Linked DNA regions of Mus musculus: all the other regions are linked to region 3. A link is a contact called in public HiChIP or PLAC-seq and promoter capture Hi-C data. All regions are on one chromosome and are shown on one strand. The core of a region is the stretch at or near the end of the contact, and the rest is flanking DNA. Distances in the headings are between cores, read along the strand shown.

Region 1 (4,076 bases), core at 854-3,353, 930 kb before region 3:
GGAGTACTCAGGGCAGAAATGCTCAGCACAGGAGTACTCAGCACAGGAGTGCTCAGGGCAGGAGTACTCAGGACAGGAGTGCTCAGGGCAGGAGTACTCAGTGCAGGAGTGCTCAGTGCAGGAGTACTCAGCACAGGAGTGCTCAGTGCAGGAGTGCTTGGTGCAGGAGTGCTCAACATAGGAGTACACAACACAGGCATGCTCAGGACAGGCATGCTCAGGGTAGGAGTACTCAGGACAGGAGTGCTCAGGGCAGGAGTACTCAGGGCAGAAATGCTCAGCACAGGAGTACTCAGCACAGGAGTGCTCAGGGCAGGAGTACTCAGTGCAGGAGTGCTCAGTGCAGGAGTGCTTGGTGCAGGAGTGCTCAACATAGGAGTACACAACACAGGCATGCTCAGGACAGGCATGCTCAGGGCAGGGGTACTCAGGACAGGAGTGCTCAGGGCAGGATTACTCAGCACAGGAGTGCTCAGTGCAGGAATACTTGGTGCAGGAGTGCTCAGCTCAGGAGTGTTCAGGACAGGAGTGCTCAGGATAGGAGTGCTCAGGTCAGGAATGCTCAGCGCAGGAGTACTCAGCACATGCATGCTCAGGGCAGGAGTACTCAACACAGGCATGCTCAAGACAGGAGTGCTCAGGGCAGGAGTACTCAGGACAAGAGTGCTCAGAGCAGGAGTACTCAGGACAGGAGTGCTCAGGGCAGGAGTGTTCAGGGCACAGCACAGGAGTACTCAGCACAGTGCTCAGTGCAGGCATGCTCAGTGCAGGAGTACTCAGGACAAGAGTACTCAGTACAGAGTGTTTGGTGTAGGAGTGCTGAGTGCAGGAGTGCTCAGTGTAGCAGTGCTCAGTGCAGGAGTGCTCAGGGCAGGAGAGTTCAGCGCATGAGTGCTCCGTGCAGGAGTGGTCAAGAGCCAGGTCAGGGGTTAGAGGACTCTGAGATCCAGACAGCCAGATGGGAGCCTTCTCCACCTGGGGTAGCCCTAAAGTCCAGAGAGATAGGCATAGCCATGTAGGCCTGCTTTAAGGCCACCCCCAGCCCCCCCCCCGCCCTCAACATTTGACCTTCAAGTGACTCATGGGTAGTCACACCAGCATGTCTAAGGGGATTTTTTTTCCTTTATAGGTAGTTTCAGCCCGCAGAGTCATTTCTCCTTGTAGTGCCCTGGTGGTGGGGTGTGGTGATGAGCAGCATGGTTGATTTTCATGTCTGAGAATGGAACCTGGTGCCTCACCATGCTCTGTGAGGGCTCTTCCCTGGAGCCCAGAAGGGTGATTTCCGCAATGAACTGGGCTCTGGGGAGGAGGCCGGGTTCCCTCTTTGATGGTGTTAGCCTACAGCCTACTCTGACTACCTCACAAGCAGCAGGCCCTGGCACTGACCCAGGGCCCTCACTGCAAGTGCGGTGTGCTGCGAAGAAAGTCTGAGGACAAAGGGCCAGAGCCTCTGGGTTCAAAATCTGTGAAAGGGAACCTTTGGCCTGCTGATAGGAGCTGAGGCCTTCTTGTAAGCCCTAGTTTTACCCCAGACCCCAACTCTTGAGCTTACCTGGAAAAACAAACAAGCCCTCAAGCCTCTCTTCTCTTCCACCCTCCGTCCTTCTCTCTCCTCTCTTCCTTTTTCCAAAGGTGGGACACCTGTGTGGTCTGCTGACTGGGAGGGACCTGAAGTCACTCCCTCCTCCATTTTCCTCCCTCCCCTTCCTTCCGTCCACGACCATTCTCTTCCCTCGCCTTTCTCCTTCTCCTATGCTCTTTTCTGCCCTTTACTCCTCCTCCTCTTTCCCCTTCCTCAAACCTACTGGCAGCGAACCCTGGGCTCAGGCAAGTTTTCTCAACATCTGAACTATAGTCCCAGTTTAACCGGCGCTTCTTAAAACATGCTCGGAGGTCGGAGAAATGCAGGGTTTTTTCGTTTTTTTTTTTTGTTTGTTTTGTTTTTTTTTGTTTTTGTTTTTGTTTTTTTTTCCTTTTCAAAGCATCTCAGACCCTCAAGAGTTTTGCTAGTAGCGGCCTTGGAGGGCGAGCCTTTTTGGGAACCTGGGGCGCTCAACCCACCCGCAAATTGACAGGCGCCATCTGCTGGCGGCTGTGCGCAGCACCGCGACCACGGCAGTGAAGTGAAAGCGAAAGCCGCGGGACCCAGGCGCGCTCCCCGCGAGGGCGTCGCTGCGCACCCAGGAGATCCAGTTTGAGAAGAAGCAGATTCCAGAAGCTCTCCTGAGCTGCCGCTCCGCAGCCGCAGGTGAGTTCTTTTGGATAGAACCCGAGAGTTAGCAGGAGTGCGGCCCATTCCCAAACCCTTGGCGTCATCATCCGGTTCCCCACTCCTCGTCCCCTGTCTTGGGTCTTCTGCCGCTTACTCCCTGCCCCGTGTCCTCTGCTCCGTGCCCCTGCCCCACCCAGTGTCCCAGGTCCCCTGTCCCTCACCCCTTGCCCAAGGTCCTCTGCCCCACCCCCTTGCCCTGCGTCCCCGGTCTTCCGTCGGGCGCCGCCGGCCCAGCGCCCCTACTCAGAACCTTCTGTCCCAAGCCATCTAAGGCTACCGAACCCACCCGCATCCCGCCCCTGCACCGGGTCTCCTGGCTCTTAAAGACCCGAGGAATGGGGGCAGTGTGTCTTCTTGGGCTAACACCAACAAACTTCAGGGAGATGGATGTGGTGGCAGCAGACCGCCCCCTCCCCCACCCCCACCCCCGTGCTGTGTGTCTGAGTGTCTGTGTGTCTGTGTGACTGTGTGTGAGAATAATGCAGCCTTCCCAGCTCCGTCAGACAGTCAGTCCTAGGAGAGACTTATCTAGGAGGGGGTCTTTCCGGTGAACAAGAAGCCTCAGGGTGGATTTGGGGCAGGAGGCTCGTAACCAGGGTTGGAACTCCACAGACCTCATTTCTCCCTTTCTTTCCGCAGAACCCACCATGGCGCTGTCCTACCTGAGGCCCTGGGTCTCTCTGCTGCTGGCGGACATGGCTTTACTTGGGTTGCTACAAGGATCTCTGGGAAATCTGCTTCCCCAGGGGCTGCCAGGACTCTGGATAGAGGGCACCCTGCGACTTGGAGTGCTGTGGGGACTGCTAAAAGTGGGAGAGCTGCTGGGACTTGTGGGGACCCTTCTGCCCTTGCTCTGCCTTGCCACTCCCCTGTTTTTCTCGCTAAGAGCTCTGGTGGGAGGCACCGCGAGCACCTCAGTAGTCCGAGTGGCTTCTGCCTCTTGGGGCTGGCTGCTGGCTGGCTATGGGGCTGTTGCGCTGAGCTGGGCCGTGTGGGCTGTGCTGAGCCCGGCTGGAGTCCAGGAGAAGGAACCAGGCCAGGAGAACAGAACACTGATGAAGCGGTTGCTGAAGCTGTCCAGGCCGGACCTGCCTTTCCTCATAGCTGCCTTCTTCTTCCTTGTGGTGGCTGTGTGGGGTGAGAGGAAGAGACCACTGTGAGAGGGAGGTGGGAGAAGGGCCTTGCCAGGGCACAGCCTCCTTATCTTTCTTGCCTCTTTCAGGGGAGACATTAATCCCTCGCTATTCGGGTCGTGTAATTGACATCCTGGGAGGTGATTTCGACCCCGACGCCTTTGCAAGCGCCATCTTTTTCATGTGCCTGTTCTCTGTTGGGAGGTGAGAGATGATTGGCTTCAGGTCCCTGTAGTAGATGCGACTGGACAGGAACTGACTTTGCACAAGGCACAAATTATGTATACAGAGTTCTGCCTGCATGTACACCTACAGGCCAGAAGTGGGCACCATATCCCAGTATAGATGACGGTGAGCCACCAGGAGGTCTCTGGGAATTAAACTCAGGACCTATAGGAAGAGCAGCCAGTGCTCTTAACTTTTGAGTCATCTCTCCAGCCTGCCTTTGACTCTTTTTATCCGGACCCAGGAGCCTGCAATCTCAAGTAAACAAATAAAAATGGGGCTGCTTGGCTGGGCTTTGACTAGGATAAGAGGACCCAGATACAGAGAGTGCAGGATCTCTCTCTCTCCCTAGTCTTTCATTAGGCCTCCATTCTAGTTTTGCTGGTTTTGTTTCGTCTTTTCTCTTGTGGACTCCTTATGGACTCCTTGTGGACTCCCGACTCAGG
Region 2 (3,755 bases), core at 1,173-3,672, 950 kb before region 3:
GAGGCAGAGGCAGGCGGATTTCTGAGTTCGAGGCCAGCCTGGTCTACAAAGTGAGTTCCAGGACAGCCAGGGCTACACAGAGAAACCCTGTCTCTAAAAACAAAAAGTGAAACAAGAGAAAAAAATTGCCTCTTTCCAGAATTTCCTTGCAGTTCATCACTTTGAGGGGCAACGGTGGTTCTATGGAACATGGCAGAAACAGCATGGATGTCATCCCAGTCTGACTTGTGTGTGAGCAAACTAGCCAGGACGGGAGACCAATCAAACTTACTTCAAACTCAGGCAAATGAGTGAGATAACTGCTTCAGAAAACCACCATTTATCTTTTATCCTAACTGCAGATAACACAGTCCATCTACAACCTACCCGTGTCCCTCCGAGATACTATTTCTTTATGTCCATCAAGCTACAAAATATTCATGAATGCCATGGATTCAGAGGCCCAGACGCCTCTCCATCAATGCATTATGATACTTTTTTGGAAAGATCAGCTTCATTTCTTGGAAGGTTATCATACTCCTCAGAAGTGGGCAAGAAAAATGTGCACTTAGGGCCACCAGCTTCCCTCCAACACACGGGCCTTTGACACTACTCACCCCGCTGACACCCGGGAATCAGAGCCCACCACGACACCCCCGTCAAACTCCACTGCCATGATGGTTGTCTGCAGAGAGACAGTACGAAAAGTCAGAGCTAGGAGCGTCTTGAGCCTCCATCTTAAGGAGGAGAAAATGTCCATGCAGGAGGTGACCGACTCAAGGTCACCCTGAAAAGCAAGGATGGTTCCTGGAGGCAGACACAATCTGCATGAGGAGAGCAAGAACTGAGAGGAAGGCCCAGGAAACCGGCCCCGCTGCTTGTGAATTGCGTACCACATGCATCATTACTGTGAATTACTGTGACACAAGACCAGGTCTTTCCTGGTCCTGGATCCCCCACCTGCAACCTTACTTTATCAGAAGGGGAGCCTTAGTGTTACTGAACAAGGGACACAGAGAGGCCGGGGGTTAACATGGCCAGGAGTCGAGACACAGAAGCAGCAAGGATCCTTCAGGTAGGGCACAAATTTCACTTAAGCGAAGTCTCTGCAGCCAGGGGAAAGGACTTCTGGATAGCAGAGTTTTTCCAGGTCAAGGAAAGAATTACGGATAAGTGAAGGAGGGTAGACACATCTACTTCCCCCACACCTTCTAGGTTAAAAGGCACCTTAGGAGACCCTTGGGTGCACTGAGAAAACTGACTTATGGAGACGAATGAGCTTCCCAAGTTGACTCAGGTCTCACTCTGAACCCTTGATTGATTTGATTTCTAAGTCCCACAGCTCCGTGGCAGCGAGGGAGACTTTTTCCAACCTTTCTGTCCACTCCATGTCGTTCTGATCTCCGGGGACCCTGCCCGCGAGTGTGCTTTCTGAGCACAAGTAAAAGGCCAGAAATGTCCACTTTGTTCCTCCACACCATGTTAACACTGTGGTTGGTGGCTTTTAGAGAGCAGAAACCAGCTGCCATCTTCCCAGCTCCTAGGTCTGGGCAAAGTTCTCAGGCAAGCATGGGAATGACGGTGTTGGGACAGGGTGGGGTGGAGTGTGCTGCAGGGCAGCACCTGGAACAAGGAGGACCACCGATCATCCCCATCTCCCCCTCAATCCTGGCGCCAGAGAGCTTGTCCTCACTCAGGGTGGGGGCTGTCTGGGGCTAGGTTAAGCAAAGATCTGTATGATGTGTAGGTAGGTCCTTTTCAGTGAGCCTCCATATTACCTTCTCTCAGGTGCTTCATCCAGGACACCTCAGCACCTCTTTTGCAGGGGTCCCCAAGCCCCTCACTTGATTTAGCCAGTAACCCCAACTGCGCAGTCTAGAGTGAAAGCGAAAGCGCTTTGGAGCAACTTCCCTTAGACGCTTCCAGCTCAAGCCAAAGAACGCACCTTCTCACCAGCTTCGCATGCGGATCCCTCCACAGACCCCTGGACACCACACTTCTGAGCAGGGATACCCTACGTTCACTGTGGAGCGCAAGCGCTGGGCGCTACAAGCTTCCTAAGTCTCTTGGTTTACTTCCAGAGCTTTAGGGGTCCCTGATCACTCCACCCGCTGACTCTCACCCCGAGACCCATTACCCCGGTGTGGACTTCTTCCGTCCGGAACGAGCCGGCGGTAGGTGCTCCTGCCCGCAGCATCTCAGCAGAGCGGGGCTCGGCTTTCCAATCAGCGGCTGCGCGCGGTGCAGGCAACTTGCAGACTGAGGCCCCGCCCCATCATCGCGCAAGGGGCGTGCCGTTCTACCAGCATTTGGCGCCCAGAGCAAACCTGAGCAGGGCAAATCTGCCCAGAGACAGGTGACGACAGAGGGTCCTGCCCTCAATCTGGGGTGGGGCCTGGGATGGGAAAATTCACGCAAGCAAGTTAAGGGGGCTGGGGAAGAAGAGGAGAATGAGATTCATGGAGAAGAACACGACAGGCCAGGGCTGCTAGGCAGAACTCCAACTACAGCTTCAGCGGCAGCTTCCAGAACAGCCTGAGCAAGCCAGTCTCAGAAGGAGGCGTGTCTAGTGATTCGAGGTCGGCTTTCGGTTTCTTCTTCCTCTAAACGCCAGCACTTCTAGTCAGCTCCACCAGCTCGAGCGGGTTCCCGGGACTTTACGCGCACGCCCTCGGACCCGCCCTTCTTCCTTCCCCACGGAGACTCCTGTGCAGCGCGGACGTCGAGAGTCCCAGGCTAGGACCAGACTCTGGACAGCTCACGCTCGATGGCTGCGCACGTCTGGCTGGCGGCCGCCCTGCTCCTTCTGGTGGACTGGCTGCTGCTGCGGCCCATGCTCCCGGGAATCTTCTCCCTGTTGGTTCCCGAGGTGCCGCTGCTCCGGGTCTGGGTGGTGGGCCTGAGTCGCTGGGCCATCCTAGGACTAGGGGTCCGCGGGGTCCTCGGGGTCACCGCAGGAGCCCATGGCTGGCTGGCTGCTTTGCAGCCGCTGGTGGCCGCACTGAGTTTGGCCCTGCCTGGACTTGCCTTGTTCCGAGAGCTGGCCGCCTGGGGAACACTCCGGGAGGGTGACAGCGCTGGATTACTGTACTGGAACAGTCGTCCAGATGCCTTCGCTATCAGTTATGTGGCAGCATTGCCCGCAGCCGCCCTGTGGCACAAGTTGGGGAGCCTCTGGGCGCCCAGCGGCAACAGGGACGCTGGAGACATGCTGTGTCGGATGCTGGGCTTCCTGGGCCCTAAGAAGAGACGTCTCTACCTGGTTCTGGTTCTCTTGATTCTCTCTTGCCTTGGTAAGGGAGACTGGGTGAAAGAGCAGGCCACAGGGGACAGGGCAATGGGCATTCCAGGCAGAAAGGGAGAGTAAAGTAGTCCCGGGAAGCGTCAGAGACACTAAGGAGGCAACTTAGGCGGAAAGAGAAGGACCCAGGCCCGAGAAGGGGTCCAGACAAGGGCGTTGGGGACAGGGTCTTCTGGGAGCAGAACTTCACATCATAGCCCAAATGTGAAGGTTTCTTTCCACACCGCCATCTTCTCCTCTCCTCTTCTCTCTCCTCTCCTCTCCTCTCCTCTCCTCTCCTCTCCTCTCCTCTCCTCTCCTCTCCTCTCCTCTCCTCTCCTCTCCTCTCCCCTCCCCTGCCCTCCCCTCCCCTCCCCTCCCCTCCCCTCCCCTCCCCTCCCCTCCCCTCCCCTCCCCTCCCCTCCCCTCCCCTCCCCTCCCCTCCCCCTTCCCCTCTTTTCTATTCTTTCCTTTTTGAGATAGGGTCTTTCTTTGT
Region 3 (3,765 bases), core at 149-2,648:
TGCTTACTGGAAGTCTCATCAGTACTGGCATCTAAGAATAAGTGGGGAAGAATGCAGAGAGAGAAAAACTTAACCGTTCAACTCCCTTGGCGGTGGGCCTTTCAATCCCCTTTCTTTTTCTTCCTTCTTTTCTTTTCTATTTTATTTTATTTTATTTTATTTATTTTATTTTATTTGTTTGTTTTTGAGACAGGGTTTCTCTGTGTAGCCCTGGCTGTCCTTGAACTCACTTTGTAGACCAGGCTGGCCTCGAACTCAGAAATCCGCCTGCCTCTGCCTCCCAAGTGCTGGGATTAAAGGTGTGCACCACCACGCCCGGCTTTTCTTTTCCTTTTTTAAAGATTTATTTATTTTATGTATGTGAGTACACTGTCGCTGTCTTCAGACACACCAGAAGAGGGTGTCAGATCTCATTACGGATGGTTGTGAGCCACCATGTAGTTGCTGGGAATTGAACTCAGGACCTCTGGAAGAGCAGACAGTGCTCTTCATCTCTTGAGCCATCTCTCCATTCCCTTGGTCCCTTCTTAAAGTCTTGTCCTTTAATCTGATCCGCAAGGCACCCGTTCTCTTTTCTTTCTTTTTTTCTACAAAGCTCTTAAAAAGCAGCAGAAATGTCTCAAAACCAAAAAATGCAATAGAATTTTTTTTTATCCTTAAACATGGCACTCCCTCGGAGATCTCAATAAACAGGATGCTCAAAGTCTGCAAAGAGCCCAACCGGCCTAATCCCGCCAGGAACTAGAGTCGGGCACAAGCAAACACAGCCCGCGGAACGCCACCAGCCGTCCACGAAAAAGAGTGGCTTCCGGAAGAACAGAAATGATGGGAGGACCAGAGGTCTTGCAGAGTTTTAGGTAGTTAGAATTGTGCCTGTAAACGTCTCTGACCATCAAGATGGGACGTTGATTAACGAGGTGCACTCCACACAAGTCTCACAATTTTTCTCGAGGAAATTACAGCATCTCACTCAGTCATTTTTCTTTAGGCGTTTCCAGTAGCCACCCCGGTCCGGTTGCACTCTGGCGCGCGCAGGGAAGAAACGCACATAGCCGGAGGGGGGCGGGGAAGTACTTAGAGTGTGCGCACGCGTGGCGCCGCTCACGCAGGCGCAGTGCGGTCCCCCGGGCGACGACGGCGGCGGCGGCGGCTCCTCCGGGTGGTCGGCTCCCTCCCATCTCGGCCGGCCCGGGCCCGTCTCGCCCCCCAGAAACTCACTGTTCGGGGCTGTGGACTTTCTCATCGTGCCCCACGAAAGTAAATCGGGGGAGACTGGGGGAGCCGGAAGTACCGCCTCGAGATCCCCCCAAATACGATCGGGGAAACGGAAGTGGCCCTTGGTGCCAGGTTGGGGGAGACCGGAAGTGACGGTACCGTGGGGACGTCGGGGGCGGAGCCACAGGGTGGTGGGCTGTGTATGTGTGTTTGTATGTGTTTGGTCGCGTGTTGGTTAAGTCGTGTTGCTGGAATACCGAGGAGAGGCGGAGGCGGAAGGCGGGGGCGGTCAGCGAGCCCGTCCAGCCTCCCGTGAGTGTCCGCGGTCTTGGGTCGGTGGTGATTTAGGCGGGTTCGATTGTGGTGCTGCGCGTGCGCGAAGCCACTTTTCTCTGCCGAGTCTAGCGCGACCCTCCCCCCACCCCTCGCGTTGTCCTAGGATTTCCCGATCTCTCGGGCGCTTGCTCGGTCGCGACCGGTGATGACACTGGCCTCTGGTCGGTCTCGTGCTTGCTTCCCTGATTCCTAGCCCAACTGGCTCTCCCTATTGTGATTGGCATGGTGGAGCCCCTCCCACCTCTCGTCCTTCATCTCCCTATGCCGTCGATCTCCTACCCTTTGTGTTTCTGTTCCTGTGCCCCCGAATCAAAAAGGGGGGATGAGAAGGAGGATGAATATATCTGCTTGTGTATGAGAAACTTTGAAGGGATTGGGGCGGAGATTGGGTCCAGAGAGGCTTCCGGGTGTATAAAATACAGTGCGACCGACAGCGAACCCCCCCCCCTCGTTCTTCTTTAGAGAGCTGTCGGCCATGGAGCCGAGTGATAGTGCCAGTACCGCTATGGAGGAGCCTGACAGCCTGGAGGTACTGGTGAAGACCCTGGACTCTCAGACTCGGACTTTTATTGTGGGGGCCCAGGTGAGACACCAGTACTTTGTAGAAGGATGCGCCTGATTTTCTTGTCATTGACTCTTTTGTCCCTTACTGGATAGGACATCTGATGTACCTATTGAGTGAGGGGATGTGGTTACTGTTGAGTGAGGCCGATTTGGAGTCTGTCTTCACTTTGACAGAACTCAGTGAAGAGGAAAGTAGAGAGGAGGGATCTATACCTGTTCTGTGCAGACCCCAGCCCAAAGAGACAGACATGACTCTGGCCTTTGGGACCAGACACAACACAGGGGGCACCTTGGACAAGAATGGTGTGTCACAGGGACCTCAGACAAGTTTGGTGTGGGTTTTTTTTTTTTTTTTTTAAACAGAGTGTTCACAGCTTGGTACTATTTTTATAAGATTAAGGAAACCTGCTTTCATCCACTGTGAAGTAGACTTGTCAATAGCTGAGGCATGGTTTGAGCCTCCTGACCTTAGTGCACTGTGGCCACTGCATAATTCTTTGAGACAACCACCATGAGGAGGTCATTTTTGTGGTTTTTAAAGCAGATATTTAAAAAGCCACATAGACTTTTGTCTGTAGGTACATGTGATAGTTAATTTGGCCCTACCAAGAATTACTTAATGTCTTTCCGGGAGGTGGGCACAGGATCTCCTATAGCCCAGGCTAACTTTGGCCTCTGACCACTGTGCCTTCGTCGTCTATGTGGTCGTCTATGTGCTAGGATTATATGCACTATAACAGAGGACCACATCTGACTTGGCTTGGTCCTTTTTTTCTTACATAGTGAAATGTCTTAGAACTGATGGTCTTGTACTCATGATCCTCCTGTCTCTGCTTTCCAAGCTTGGAATTTCAGTTGTATGCTATTGCTATTTTTGGTTTGTTTGTTCTTTTTTTCCACCTTCCCTTATTTTTATTTATTTATTTATTGCATGTATGTGGTTCTGATGGGTACTGAACCTTGGACCTAGCACAGAGCACTTACTACTGAACCGTATATTGTGTGTTCCTTTCTGACCTTTGTTAGTTATCTTTCCAGACCCTGCCTCCCAACCCCATGGTGGTAATGGTTGTTTTGGGTTGTGTGTATTTTTGGTTTCTTTTAGAAGATTGTATTTGTTTTTATTTTATATGTGAGTGCTTTCTCTGGAAATACACATGTGCACCTTGTGTGCACTTGGTGCCTGAGAAGGTCAGACTCTGCAACCTGTGGCCTTTTCTTCATGTGGAAGTTAGGAAACTATAGCCCCAAACTATAGCCCCTACTTTGTTACAGATGGTTGTAACAACCTCGAACTCAGAAATCCGCCTGCCTCTGCCTCCGGAGTGCTGGGATTAAAGGCGTGCGCCACCACGCCCTGCTTGCTTCATTTTGTGTTTTAAGTCAGGGTTTCACTTTGCAGTCATGGCTGTCCTGGTAGTCAGATCCACCTAGCTCTGTATCCTTGAGATTAGTGGCTGTGCCAGTGCCTGTCTATCTGCATTCAGCTTTGAGATTATGGCCTTGAACACCTGCTATTGTTTTAGTTTAGAAAAGGATCACTGGTATCTCTAGATACTGGATAGCAGAGAGGGAGAAAGGGAGAGCTATTCGGCTTCTTTCGTATAGGTTTTAGTTATTTACTGTTGTTGTGATTTGGATTTTTTTTTA

What was found. Promoter capture Hi-C pulls out the DNA fragments that hold promoters and counts their contacts. HiChIP or PLAC-seq counts read pairs in DNA pulled down with a chosen protein or histone mark.
Region 1: an H3K4me3 HiChIP or PLAC-seq map of bone marrow-derived macrophages shows a contact between it and region 3, with 5 times the contacts expected there. The contact joins the promoter of Tap2 here to the promoter of Bag6 in region 3. A contact is called at or near these places in 1 of 39 promoter capture datasets (liver), 1 of 115 datasets of contacts at active chromatin or transcription factors (bone marrow-derived macrophages) and 2 of 9 other capture datasets (adipose tissue and liver).
Region 2: a promoter capture Hi-C map of embryonic stem cells shows a contact between it and region 3, with 3 times the contacts expected there. The contact joins the promoter of Tap1 here to the promoter of Bag6 in region 3. A contact is called at or near these places in 4 of 39 promoter capture datasets (embryonic stem cells, liver and stem cell-derived epiblast-like cells), 1 of 115 datasets of contacts at active chromatin or transcription factors (bone marrow-derived dendritic cells) and 2 of 9 other capture datasets (liver and pancreatic islet).

What each region holds. Positions count from the first base shown.
Region 1 is chr17:34,202,376-34,206,451 of GRCm38.p6, forward strand. It overlaps Tap2 (transporter 2, ATP-binding cassette, sub-family B (MDR/TAP)), which reads left to right and starts at 2,104. Exons shown (of 12, transcript NM_011530.3): 1 at 2,104-2,248; 2 at 2,912-3,409; 3 at 3,495-3,609. The coding sequence starts at 2,920.
Region 2 is chr17:34,185,134-34,188,888 of GRCm38.p6, forward strand. It overlaps Tap1 (transporter 1, ATP-binding cassette, sub-family B (MDR/TAP)), which reads left to right and starts at 2,423. Exons shown (of 11, transcript NM_013683.2): 1 at 2,423-3,272. The coding sequence starts at 2,747. Psmb9 (proteasome (prosome, macropain) subunit, beta type 9 (large multifunctional peptidase 2)) reads right to left here and starts at 2,197. Exons shown (of 6, transcript NM_013585.2): 1 at 2,117-2,197; 2 at 597-664. The coding sequence starts at 2,176.
Region 3 is chr17:35,134,102-35,137,866 of GRCm38.p6, forward strand. It overlaps Bag6 (BCL2-associated athanogene 6), which reads left to right and starts at 1,399. Exons shown (of 26, transcript NM_001372261.1): 1 at 1,399-1,527; 2 at 2,014-2,134. The coding sequence starts at 2,027.